2 separate regions of the Danio rerio genome follow, and region 2 is linked to region 1. The links are chromatin contacts, called in public Hi-C maps. All regions are on one chromosome and are shown on one strand. The core of a region is the stretch at or near the end of the contact, and the rest is flanking DNA. Distances in the headings are between cores, read along the strand shown.

Evidence for each region. Hi-C and Micro-C count contacts between places; a contact is called where the count stands out from the background.
Region 2: a Hi-C map of embryo shows a contact between it and region 1, with 1.8 times the contacts expected there. The contact joins the enhancer-like site here to the promoter of tac3a in region 1. A contact is called at or near these places in 4 of 18 Hi-C or Micro-C datasets (caudal fin, embryo and hematopoietic stem cells).

Annotation. Positions count from the first base shown.
Region 1 is chr23:31,057,872-31,064,497 of GRCz12tu, forward strand. tac3a (tachykinin precursor 3a) reads right to left here and starts at 3,279. Exons shown (of 6, transcript NM_001256389.1): 1 at 3,178-3,279; 2 at 2,990-3,089; 3 at 2,847-2,876; 4 at 2,726-2,779; 5 at 2,079-2,151; 6 at 1,943-1,961. The coding sequence starts at 3,279. The coding sequence ends at 1,943. It overlaps LOC141380504 (a long non-coding RNA gene), which reads left to right and starts at 2,087. Exons shown (of 4, transcript XR_012398570.1): 1 at 2,087-2,169.
Region 2 is chr23:31,228,510-31,235,135 of GRCz12tu, forward strand. The region is part of intron 1 of znf385a (zinc finger protein 385A); the gene reads right to left. Among named protein-coding and RNA genes, the nearest start is that of znf385a, 17 kb to the right of the region's middle. Within about 2 kb of position 4,247, at least 4 of the 62 cell types and tissues checked have an H3K27ac peak or open chromatin away from gene starts, as enhancers often do.

The DNA.
Region 1 (6,626 bases), core at 2,029-4,528:
TGTTTTAAGCTGAAACTTTACAGACATATTCTGGAGACACAAAAGACTTCTTTTAAATCTTGAAAAAGAGGTAAAATAGGTGACTTTTAAGTTGACTTGAAAACTTGTCTTGACAAAAAGTTGACATTAACAACAAATTATACCTAATTTTTATAAATTTATTCACAGTTAAATTACTTAGATTTAAAGGCATAGTTCACCCCAAAATTAACATTTACTCACTATTTACTTAATCTCAAGTGGTTATAAACTTTTAAGAGTTCCTTTCTTCTGTTGAACATCAAAGAAGATGTTTTAAAGAAAGCTGAAAACCTGTAACCATGGACTTTCAGAGGAAAACAAATACTATGGAAGGCAATAGTTACATGTTTTTAGATTTCTTCCAATATATTCTTTAGTGTTTAACAGATGCAATAAACTCATAACGGGTTTGAAACAAGTAAACTGTGTAAATGATGAAATATTCATTTTTGGGTGAACAGTCTCTTTAAGGCATTTGGTAAGTGAGATCAAGATAAGTAAAATCAACGAATCGCATTTAACAGTGTAGGTGAACATGAAGAGGAAATTATTCATGACTTCCTGTTTTTGAGATCTGTAGATGAGAGGTAACACATTGACCAAACTCTCAGTTCTTCTTCATAACATAAATAAGGTGACAAAAGGTTATTAAGCTACACAAAATGAGAAGTAAGTATAAGAAAGTAGAAACACTGACATTTTAACTATCAGGGCAACAGTTTTGATAAAATGGTATCAGTCCAAACGGAGATGTTATGGATCAGCCTGGAAGAGGACAAGTGTTAATTTGGTCTTTACTGAATGTAGAACGATGGTTCAAATGGCCAAAAAATCTTCATTAATCACTGCTGAATAATTGCAGATGTTTGAAGAAAAAACCTTGAGCTCTAAACCAAAGCAAACTTAAACATCCTAATATTTTGAGCAAAGGATTAAAAAGGCTGACATTTTTTCAAAGCATTTTCTTATTTGATTTAAGTTCATTTTGTCTTAACTGAATGTAAAATAATGGACCTAATGGCCAAAAAAAAAAAAAAAAAAAAAGAAAATCTCCAGTAATCACTGCTGGATAATTGCATAAATTAAAAAAAAATGCTTAAGCTCTTACCCAAAACAAACTTAAGCATCCTAATATTTTGAGCAAAGGCGTGAAAAGACATTTTTTAAAAGTCTTTTCATATTTACCAAGTGTGCCAATATTAGTTGAGGGCACTATATAATGTAGGTTCAATAATCATCAAACATCAAACTTCGTCTGTATTGCTCTTGATCAAGGCTTGTTACAGTATGCTGGTAATAAATGTAACTGCAAGTCACTTTGGATACATGTTTGCTTCTGTATGTCTCTTGCTGTTGGAATAAATAGTTTTTTGCCTTCTAATCCAAATATAGAACGTGTTATTAAATTTGTTCTATTAATTCATAGACAAAGAGCTTTAGTTTTTTAGCAATGAGACAAAAGGCAGTATACAGTTTTTCATGAGTCAAATCCTCAGTGCTTTGGCAAATGTATCTGATTGCACAATTTTTATTTGGTTGATTGAGAGTCTGTTGTGAACATTAAGTCAAAACGTAAGATCAGGTAGCCTAGATAATATCTTTATTTACAAAATTCATGTTTTATACATTAGACAGCAAAAATAACTTTGAATAAATATGTATAGAAATGCATGGGATGTAAATGGAGATTTCAATTTGGCCTTGTAAGATGTAATCAAATGTATAATTTGCAGTACAATGAAACAAATCACACCATAGGAAATCATGTTTATTAGATTTATCTTGTATAAATTGCTGTTGCTCTATCACTTTTGTAAAATAGATTATGACTTCTTGTTGTTGCTCCAAAGAAGTTTATTGAAAAGAAGCTGTCGTGACAGGGTGGTGCAGACGATTCAGTGGATATGAAATATTTTTTTGCCTATAACCCACGACGAAACCTGTAAAAATTGTGAGGAGCACAAATTAGTAACAGATAGGAAATGACATTTGTTGTAACGTCTTCAGAAAGCCTGCAGGTGGCAGAACAGCCTTGCTGAATAATCGCAGACGCTCACCTCAGTTTGCATTTGTTGAAGAAGATTCCTCCGCTTGGTTCTGGGTACTCTTTCCTCCATTGACGTCCGGATTCTGACAACACAAATAACAGTAAGTTTGAGAAGCTTGATAGATCGACACCATTCGCATTAATACTAGGCTACAATATAGGCAAATATGTTCAGTTTAAAAAATCTTTGCAAGTGTTATTCTCACTACACCTTAAATATAGACAGTCGGAACTAGTTTAAATCGCACTATAGCATATTAACACAAAAAAGTAATCAATTTCGAGTCGGTACCTCAGTGAAAGTAATAAAAACGTCAAGTCTAAGTGAGTCAGATATCGATTCAGTCACTGATAGATCATGCAAAGTACCGCATTAATTAAATTCTCTTGTGTCTTTATGATCAATTTTCAAAGTTATTTGTTAGTTGTCCTAAAGCAACTTTGTGTTTGATTCCTCACAAAGAATCGACTCATAGGAGTCGTTTGTGAATCAAACTCCTAAACCCGCTTTGGGTCCAAGTTGGATTTGAAGACGTCCCCAAATGACTATTCGCTTAAATATAAACGGCAAACTATCAAGTTCATAACAGTCATCTAAAGGTACAGTCACTTTTGTCTTTCACAAACATCAGTGAAATGAAGCGAAAAGCTGTTTACCAGGTTCAGCGCTTCGTCGACCCATGAGTCCAACAAAGATATCGTGCATTTCCCCTGGAAGACAACATGTATTATTACCTGAACAGACAATATGAGAGCACACACACCAAAAATATCTTACTTTTACGTTGGGGTGGTATATCATCTGTTTCTGTAAAAAAAAAAAAAAAACACACACACACACATTTAAGACACGTCAACAGGAAAATTAAGCGAAATTGTCACAAAATTACAACATCAACAAGAACAAATCAGTTTACTCACCGGCGTTTCTGCGCCCCATTAATCCGACGAAACTGTCATAATCTATGTCATTATACCTCTTCAGCAAGTTATGAGTCGACATCCGAAAACTTGGACTCTCCTGTGCGTATAAATAAGATTCTGTTTTAAAACCAGGGTACTAATCCTGTACATTTACAGCTGTGAGATGCTCATAATCTGTCACTTACGCTTGAAACTGATCTTTGAGACTCTGACTGCTGACAGCTCGACTCACTCCATCGGGTTTCCAGCACCAAAACCAAGAACAGTAACACAAGTCCACGGTACATCTTTACAGATTACTCTGTGGAGAAAATATGCAGAACACTAAAGCAATTTTTCACATTTTTATCAAATCATTCATTTATTATACCACATTTTACTTGGTGAAATTCAAATAATAATAATAAAAAAACTGCTGTCATTGTCATTTCATTTGCTGATGAAACCTTTGTCAAATTGATTAGAAAGAAAGATAAACTAAAACATTTTAATAAAACTGTAGTATAAAATACAGGCAATCCAGAAAATTTTACAGGTATTTTACTCACCTGAGCTGAGGATGAAGATCTGTAGAAAAGAGCTCAGTTCCAGTTTCTGCTTGCAGAGTTAAATCCTTTTGTGATGGACTATCTATCAGACAAGACACAGAGACAGGGATTCTCTCCTGTCTGATTGTTAAATGATAGCAACATGTGCGTAAATCCAATCGGATGTCGCAGTGTAGGTGTGGTTTAAGGCTTTGTAGTCTGCATCAGCGATGACCATGCAATTGAGATCCTGACATCATAGGCGTGAGGCATTCCTTAAAAGGACAAACCAAAGCCCCTTTTGTCAACCCCCTACCTTCAATTACTCACATGAATTCTTGTAACTTTAATCCAAAATCTGAAACTTTGCCAGATTTTTTCCCCGTACTAGTTCAACGAATATCAGTCATGAAACATGATCTCCCACATCCAACTCAAACATTTGCACGAGAGCACATCTAAATGTCATGTTTGTTGACTCATTAAGATTATGCTGATATGTATCCGAATGCTACTTTTCTGTGCTAAGTAGGGCCTTATTGTCATATTTTCCTCCTGACTGCCTAATTGGTGCTGTCGCTGGCGAGAATGTAATCTCTCAAGGAAGCAATTACACAGATGGAGCGGTGGATGATGAGGACGGTGTATCACGGACTCTATGGACATCTTGAGGGTGCATCTAACTGGCCTGGCGACATGCAGGGTTGATTAGTGGGAACATCCATTAGTCGCTGCCCACACTCAGTATGCAGCATGCAAAAGGGCAGCTGCGCTTTGAAGTTCCTGTTGGAGAGCAGATTTGATCAGTTCATCAACAGAAGCAAATGATTACAACAGCCCAGACAGTACTAACCCACTTGTACATCAGCATAATAAAACCTGTGAGACTCCGACATAGTTGTCAACACTCAAGTTCGCTATTATTGAACTTTTTTATTTACCTACACTAGCATATCCTCAACAAAAACTTTAACTTTTGATTGTGGACGATGTTTACGTTTTGGTTGTGCATTGTACTTTACTATAGCATAAACCAAACTGACAATGTCTTTTAGATTACAGTTGAATTAAAGGACACCTATTTTACCTCTTCTTCAAGATTTAAGAGAAGTCTTTTGTGTCTCCAGAATGTGTCTGTAAAGTTTCAGCTCAAAACACCCATCAGATTATTTATTATTCCTTTTTTAGAATATTAGAATTTTTTGCTCTGAACACAAAAAATGTAGCTGTTTTTGTTGCGTGTGCCTTTAATTCTAGTTCCCCCACCCACCATTGCCACATGCCTGTCAAAGTGTGCCTCAATTTCTGGCTGTGTCAGATAAACAGCACAGTGACAGACATGAAGGTAGCAGATCTCATGTAGTATGAGAAATACTACAGTAAGAATTTTCCCAATGATTATTTGATGTATTTGTTGTGGAGACATGTTGTTATAAAAGTTCACGCACACAGACAGCGTGTGTGTTTAAATTTGCACTGTTTTTGTTGGACAAATATGACAGGATACATGTTTATATCCACTGCTGTATGGATATCTGTTCTGTTAATGCACACAATTAACCTGATGTAACGTCCACAAACTGGGATTGAAGCATCTTCTTTTCTATTTGTACTGACATGCAGCTGTGGTGATAAAGTAAAGACACTAAAATCACTAATTCCTACTAATTTACTACAGAGACATGTTAATACACGGCTGTCAATCAATTCGGTAGGTGGGGAAGACGGCACTCCTACGTCACTTTACGGTGGGAATCAGTATCAGGAAATTAAAATAAAGGGACTTAATGGGTTTATATTACCCAAATATGACTGTGGACACACTATACCTACTAGGCATGGGACAATAACCATGTTCAAGGTATGTCGTGTTTTGGAAAAGTCAAGGTTTTAAAACCGTCATAATTTTCTGTTATAAGGTGTGAGTAAGGTTGTTTCTAACATATGTGTACAATTTTTTTATTTACATTTTTCTTTTGTTTTTTAGGACAACAGTATCTCCAGCAGTAAAGATATCCAAAGATGCCGTTTTAAATTGTAAAACAAATCTGTGTTTCTGAAACAAATTAAGACAGCAGAAGTCAATAATTCATTTGAATTATTTAGCCTGACATGTTTACTGTTCCAAAATATTTGAAAAGTTTTCCAAATTAAAATATATTTTTTCAAAAGGGAAAAAGGTTTTGTTTTTTTACACAGACATTTAAAAAGAATATATTTTAGAGCTGTAATCCCAATACCATGATACTGTGAAACCGTGATTTTTTTTTTATCTAAGGTTATCATACCGTCAGAATCTTACCGGCCCATGCCTAATAACTACACACAGTTTTGTCCAAACAGCTTCTAAAAGATGATTTTCATAATAGGTGCCCTTTAATGTAGGCATTCTCTAATCAATCGGTGCAGATTGGTTTTGGTTGATAATTGCACTCTATGACTCAAACTAGTAGTCACTAATTTTAATAATCAAATGAATTGATGGCAGTTTTACAACATAACAAACATGAGGACCATTGTAATCATAAGAAAATATAATGTTTGAATTAAATAAATTAACAAAAATGCCCTGTAAAGTTAAACTAAACTGCTTTACGGCATGACTGAAGACAAACGTAAAACTGAATGAAAAGTGTCAGTTTTTCTTTTAGTTTTTTATTCTCGGTATTTGCATAATTATGATCTTAAAATTAAACAAGCATCTCCACTTCTGTTAACTGTTGAAAATGCAGCCACATGTCACAAAGATGGCTGTTGACAGTCTTGTGCTGCTGATGTCATTTGGAGCTAGAGTCTGTGCAGTTGCTATTGTAGCTCATGTATTTCGTTAAAAGTTATGATCACCTGCTCTTTCCCCACATGGCTAACAGTGTTAGGCCATAGATGGCTAGTCAATGACAATTGGTTTCTAATCACCCCACGAAGCACAAATTTAATTTAATCAACAATTGCGGTTAGTAGCTGTTTAGTCATTTAAATAAGAATCATTTCAACACAGAAGTGTTTATTCTGCATGAACTCTGTACACTCATGATAGATGCCAAATGCATAAATGTAGCTTACTGTATGTCAATATGTAATATACTGTATATACAGTAAAATAAAGT
Region 2 (6,626 bases), core at 2,997-5,496, 170 kb after region 1:
CGTAGGTGAGAGTAGGAACATAGATTGACCAGTAAATTGAGAGCTTTGCCTTTCGGCTCAGCTCCTTTACCACAACGAACCGGTGCACTGACTGCATAACTGCTCCTGCTGCACCAATCCGCTTGTCAATCTCACATTCCATCCTTCACTCAATCGTGAACAAAACCCCAAGACACTTGAACTCCTCCACCTGGGGTAAGGACTTTCCTCCAACCTGGTGATGGCAAACCACCGGTGGAGCACCATGGCCTCAGACTTGGAGGTACTGATTCTCATCCAAGCCGCATCACACTCAATGAAGCCAACAGAAACACATCAGGTTGTTTCCTTAAATTCAAACTTCAAATTAAGCTTATATGCGTTTTTAATTAAATTCTAAACGAGTCTTAACTAGCTTTACCAGCAAGCCTCAATAGGTCAACTAACTTTTTCTTTAGACAACACTATTGTTATTTCAGCAGCTTGTCCAGCACCAATTCAGAAAGAACCATTCATTCATTTTCTTGTCGGCTTTGTCCCTTTATTAATCCAGGGTCGCCACAGCGGAATGAACCGCCAACTTATCCAGCACGTTTTTACTCAGCGGATGCCCTTCCAGCCGCAACCCATCTCTGGGAAACATCCACACACACACACACACACACACACACACACATACACTACGGACAATTTAGCCTACCCAATTCACCTGTGCCACATGTCTTTGGACTGTGGGGGAAACCAGAGCACTCGGAGGAAATCCACGCGAATGCAGGGAGAACATGCAAACTCCACACAGAAACGCCAACTGAGCTGAGGTTTGAACCAGCAACCCAGCGACCTTCTTGCTGTGAGGTGACAGCACTACCTACTCAGAAAGAACCACCATAAAAAATATATATTTTTTTGTATATTACTTTGTCTGAAAAGATGCAGTAATCAGGGCTTCATGGGCTTAGAAAATAGTATTTACAAGTTACATTAAAAAACAACATCATGCAAATAAAAAGCCATCAGCCTTTCATTTTTTTCCCTTTAGATTATGACCCCTGGGTGTTTACATTTTATTAACAATATTAATTTTAATATATAATATTAATAGCATCAGTTGCAGCAGATTTTACAGCACCATGGTAAATGTTGACACTTTTATGGCACTGGCATACATTAAAAATATATATTTTTTTTATTATTTTAAAAATCATACACGACTAAAAATAGAGGATGATCTTCAAGTGGTGGTCTCCAAAATTAAACCAAGAATAGACTTGTGTAGTACACATTGTGCCAAAAAAAGAATAATATGATTGTTAGACTGTTGCACTTTTTTGCCGTTATGCTTGTCTTTATATAGGCCTATTGGTGTGTGTGGACCATTATGTGCAATGCTTGTATGTTTATAACTACCTCAGAGGATAATGGGGTTGCGAGTCATTGGAATTGTTATTTTGGGGGTCACAGACTCGAAAAAGAAAAACCTTGTTTATAATATACAGTATGAAACAAAATACCCATTTTTAAAGATTAACTTTAAAAAGGAAACATTCAGACATGGCACATTTGACTTAAATAACTCAGGTGACTTTTTTGTGACTCATTTGCATAAGCATGAGAGTTGCACACCAAACAAGCAGACTGGGACAGCTGAAAAGAAAGGTCTTGATCTGCTTCATAACAAACTCTGGAGTACTTAGACTGAAATGTAAATCTAACACAGATCAAAGACTTCTAAACAAACAAAAACAGAACATGCTATCATAAGATGTGAAGGTCAGAATGCTTGATTATCCCTGTGTTTTAATGTATTTTTTGTTTCCCATCACTGTTCAATACAGGTGTTGTAAATACATCTCCTAGCAGCAGATGTTCATTTGTGTGATTCCTGCCACTGTTTTGACTCCATTACACATCACATAAGCTCCTCAGAAGATCTCAGGTGATTAAAAAAACATCATTTCTACACCCAGCACGTTTTGAATATTCAGTTTTTGACTTGTTTCATCAAAACATAAAATTTCTGTCATCATCCTCCACTTGTTCCAAACCTGTTTAAGTTTCTTTCCTCTGTTGAACATGGCTTGTTCTTACTATGAATGTCGATGTCTGCTGGTTTCCAACATTCTTCAGTATGTCTTATATTGTTCAACAGAAGAAAGAAAATCATAAAAGTTTAGAAACACTTTCCCGACCCATGTTAGGGAATTTTCCCCACGCAGATCTACAAGTGTAAAGGTAACACTTCACAATAACAGTAAATAAATGAGGATGTATTAATATGTAAACTAAACATGACTTTATATCATGAATTAATGATGAGTTAATGCATGTGCTAATCATAAACTAACTACAACATGATTCACAAGAGTTTGTGTGTAAATAACGACCACCTTTATTTCTTGTTAGTACGTTAATAAATGTATTAATTAACATTTAAGTTTACGCTAAATGTAACCAACATGAACACATGAGCTGTTCATGTATAACTATGTCATGACTTTACTTGAAGGGGCAAATCATCATGAACTCATCCTTAACTATTCGTTTTGTTTAAACATTTGATGTTGACGGTACACTTTTTTCGGTAAAACTTTAGTTTAGCTCACAAATCACAGTATTAACAAACCATTAACTAACTCTACTGGCTTAATAAACCACTAATTAGTTGTTTGTTAATAATTAGTACAGTAGAAGTTGGTTTTAGGATTTGAGTAGTATTAGGGATGCAGAATAAGATCATACTTTAAAACTAATAATGAACCGTTAGTATCTTAATAATAGGGAAGTCATAAACCAGTAGTTAATAGCATGAATTGTGACCTAATCTAAAGTGTTACCCACTTTTCTGTTGTTATTTAGTGCAAACGAACTAGTTAGACATCGATAAAGAGTTCATGAGTAGTTAAGAATGGGTTAATGATGATGTGCCCCTCTAAGTAAAGGCATGATACACGTACACTTAAAGTCAGAATTAATAGCCCCCCTGAATTATCATCCCCTCTGTTTATCCCCCCCCCCCCCCCATTTCTGTTTAATAGAGAGATTTTTTTCAACACATTTCTAAACACAATAGTTTTAATAACTCATCTCTAACAATTGATTTATTTTATCTTTGCCATGATGACAGTAAATAATATTTTACTAGATATTTTTCAAGACACTTCTATACAGCTTACAGTAACATTTAAAGGCTTAACTAGGTTAACTAGGCAGGTTAGGGTAATTAGGCAAGTTATTGAATAACGATGGTTTGTTCTGTTGACTATCGAAAAAAATCTAGCTTAAAGGAGCTAACAATATTGAGCTTAAAATGGTTTCTAAAAAATTTAAAACTGCTTTTATTCTAGCTGAAATAAAACAAATAAGATTTCCTTTAAAATATTATCAGACATGCTGTGAAAATTTCCTTGGTCTGTTAAACATCCTTTGATAAATATTTTAAAAAGAAAGAAAAATGCAAAGAGGGGCTAATAATTCTGACTTCAGTTGTATATATTAACATGTCATGAGTTTATGATTGTTAAATAAAGCACAAATAAATGTGGTATTAATACATTAATTAACAAACAAGCATGTACTAACAAGTAATTTAGGTAGCTGTTATTCACACATGAACTTATGTTGTAGTTAAAGTTAGTTCACGGTTAGCACATGCATTAATTCATCATTAGTTCATAATAAAGTAATGTTTAGTTGACATATTAACACATCATTATTCATGTACTGTTATTGTAAAGTGTTACCAGTGTAAACACACAGTGACCATTACAACTAAGGTAATATAAATTCAACAGATAACCATGCGGCATCTAGATTAGACCAGCATGTTAACTCATCTACGCCTGCGTTGCATTTCCCAAAAACATTGCCACTAATGATATGATCAGTTTAGATGATTGCAATGTTCTCTCCGATCTACATATGCTTACGAAGGGAAATGCAGCACTGGTCCTTTCAGCGAGGCCATTTGAGCCTGTGAACGTCAATGCACTGATTAACAGGTTGATTATATGGACCCCCCAGTCCTGGCAAACCAACTGACGGCTGGGTGGGCAGTTTCGACGACATTACAGAGCTTAAACAGAAGTGTGACTGCGGTGCGTGCGTATGTCTCTGTGTGTGTGTGTGTGTGTGTCTCATCAAAAGAGGGGATAGGGTTTCCTCATTAGTTGTGTTGAGATCAATAATTCAGAGCAGGGCCTTGTTGAGCTCAATGGTCCAAGCGCTAATGTGCTGTCTACCCGCTAGGGACTGGGACCCAGCAGGACTTTAATGGATGTCATGATGAGAGGGTGAAATCCAAGTATGGGGATCCTCTTGCACCCCTTGGCTCCGTGTGAATGTGTGTGTGTGAAGTCTCGGATGCGTACGGTCACAGCGTGAGGAGAATGACTATTAAAAACAGGTGTGAAAAGATAAGAGTGTTGTGAAGAAGAGTTGACAAGCCACCCTACAGTAACTCCCACATCTCAACAATTGTTACTCAATTAACTCAATTAGCTCTGCATGTGTTTGACAGCTCTGACACCACTGAAGCACACTGAGAGGCATTAAAGACAAATCGCATAAAAAAAGAGAAAGTAGGAAACAGATTAATCGACACTTGATGAGAATATCAAGTTATTTATTTTACTAAAAATATTTTTACTAAAAAGCCAAAGTAAAATAGACATCCTGCGCTCTACCTGAACCGTCGTCTTCAAGAGATCAAAAGAATTCTTCAAGAGAATATTTGTTTACAACATCCAGCTAGATGAAAGTGTGCACTGTGTAAATGACTCTTTTCTACTGTACACTCTCAGAAAAATGGTACAATGTTGTACCAAAGACTGCACAAACCCTTGTCACTAGGGCAGTACCTTTTTATGGAACAGAATTTGACAAAGAAACAAATTTGTACCATTGCAGTTTGTACCTTTAAGGACATGATTTGTACCATGGGAAACCGAAATTTACCTTCGATTTTTAAAACCTGCAGATACAGTATTGTACCTACATCAAAGGTACAAATCTGATCCATGAAGGTACCACTACAGTGAAACGACACTCTGTACCTTAAAGGGTCACGAAACACCAAAACACATTTTTTGAGCTGTTGACAGTCGTATATGTGTCCCACACTGCTAAAAACACTATTAAGACACCTATATTTCACTAAAAAGTGTAAATTGGTTGTTTTTGCGTTATTTCAAGCAAATTTGTACTTCCGGTTTGAAATGTTAAATGTGTTCCTTCAAGAACTATTTAAAGGCATTTTGCTATATTCAAAATGCGTCAATTTATTTTCAGTAAAAAAAAATCTATAAGTGTAATGCATCTTTTCCATTTAAAATAAAGAATCATAAATACTTTAACATAAATCAAAAGATCTTTTATTTGCTAAACATTTCACAACAATTTTCACAAAAATGTTACAGAAATACATTCTGCCATGTACAATATAAAACTTTTTTCTCTAATATTCACACAATAGCTTTGTGATCGCTTAAAAGTTCTTTTAATTGACTTAATTTTAAAATAAAAATAGAGTTATGCAAAAGTATTGTAGGGAGATAGCGACATTGTTTGATTAATTTTTACGATACTAAAATGTCTGCATAAACACTTTGCATATGTAGGACTTTTCCAGCTCACGTGCGCAGTGGAAAGCAAACGCCAAAAGGTGCGGATATCAATAATGAAAATGTATTTATCAGAAAATGCTTACCAAATGTTTATTAAAAGTGCCTCAAAAGTTTAGGTTACAATACTTATAGTTTTGTTTTTAGCAGTTGTTTTGTATTATAAAACTTAATAATTAATGTTTATGAGTTTATTTTAAGAGAACCAAACTACAAGTGTAAACACACAGTGACCATTACATGACAACTAAGGTAATATAAATACAACAGATGACCATGCAGCATCTACCCTGGGTTGCATTTCCCAAAAACATTGCAATCATCTAATCTCATCATAGATTGCTTTTTTTTTTATCATTATTAGTCTCTATATTTTTATGGTCCCTATTGCACATTTTGTTGGCTAAAAGTTGCACTGCAACTACATGCCAATGATTTTCTCATTTGAGTACTAGTAGACTGTCTGCTTAATGTCTGCTGATACTCCTTCAATAGACATTAAACTGACTGTAAGAAACCTTGCAAGTACATGTCAACTTGCACTAACCCCAACCCTAATCGTCTACGTATAATCTATTGAGAATTATTTGGCATTTAGATGCAATGTAAATTAAATTCAACAAAATGCGTTTAAGAGACCATCAAAATAAAGTGATACCAAATGTTTTGGACTGTTGTCCAGTGTCATGCTTAATTAACCAACCTTAATGTTTAGTCATCCTAATTATCGTATTAAAGTCTTTAAATTGCACTTTGAGCTGAATACTAGTATCTTGCAATATAGCTACTTAAATATTATATTCTGTCATCATGGCAAAGACTAAAGAAATTAATTATAAGAAATGTTTTAAAACTATTATGTTTAAAAATGTGTTGAATTTTTTTTTTTTATTCTATGTAACAGTGCTTGGGAAATAATATTTGAAAAAGAATTTCAATTTCACAGGGGCCCAATAATTTTGCCTTTAATTGTACATTAACATTGTGACTTAGATGGAAAGAAAAGAAAGAAAGAAAACCTGCAGTCTT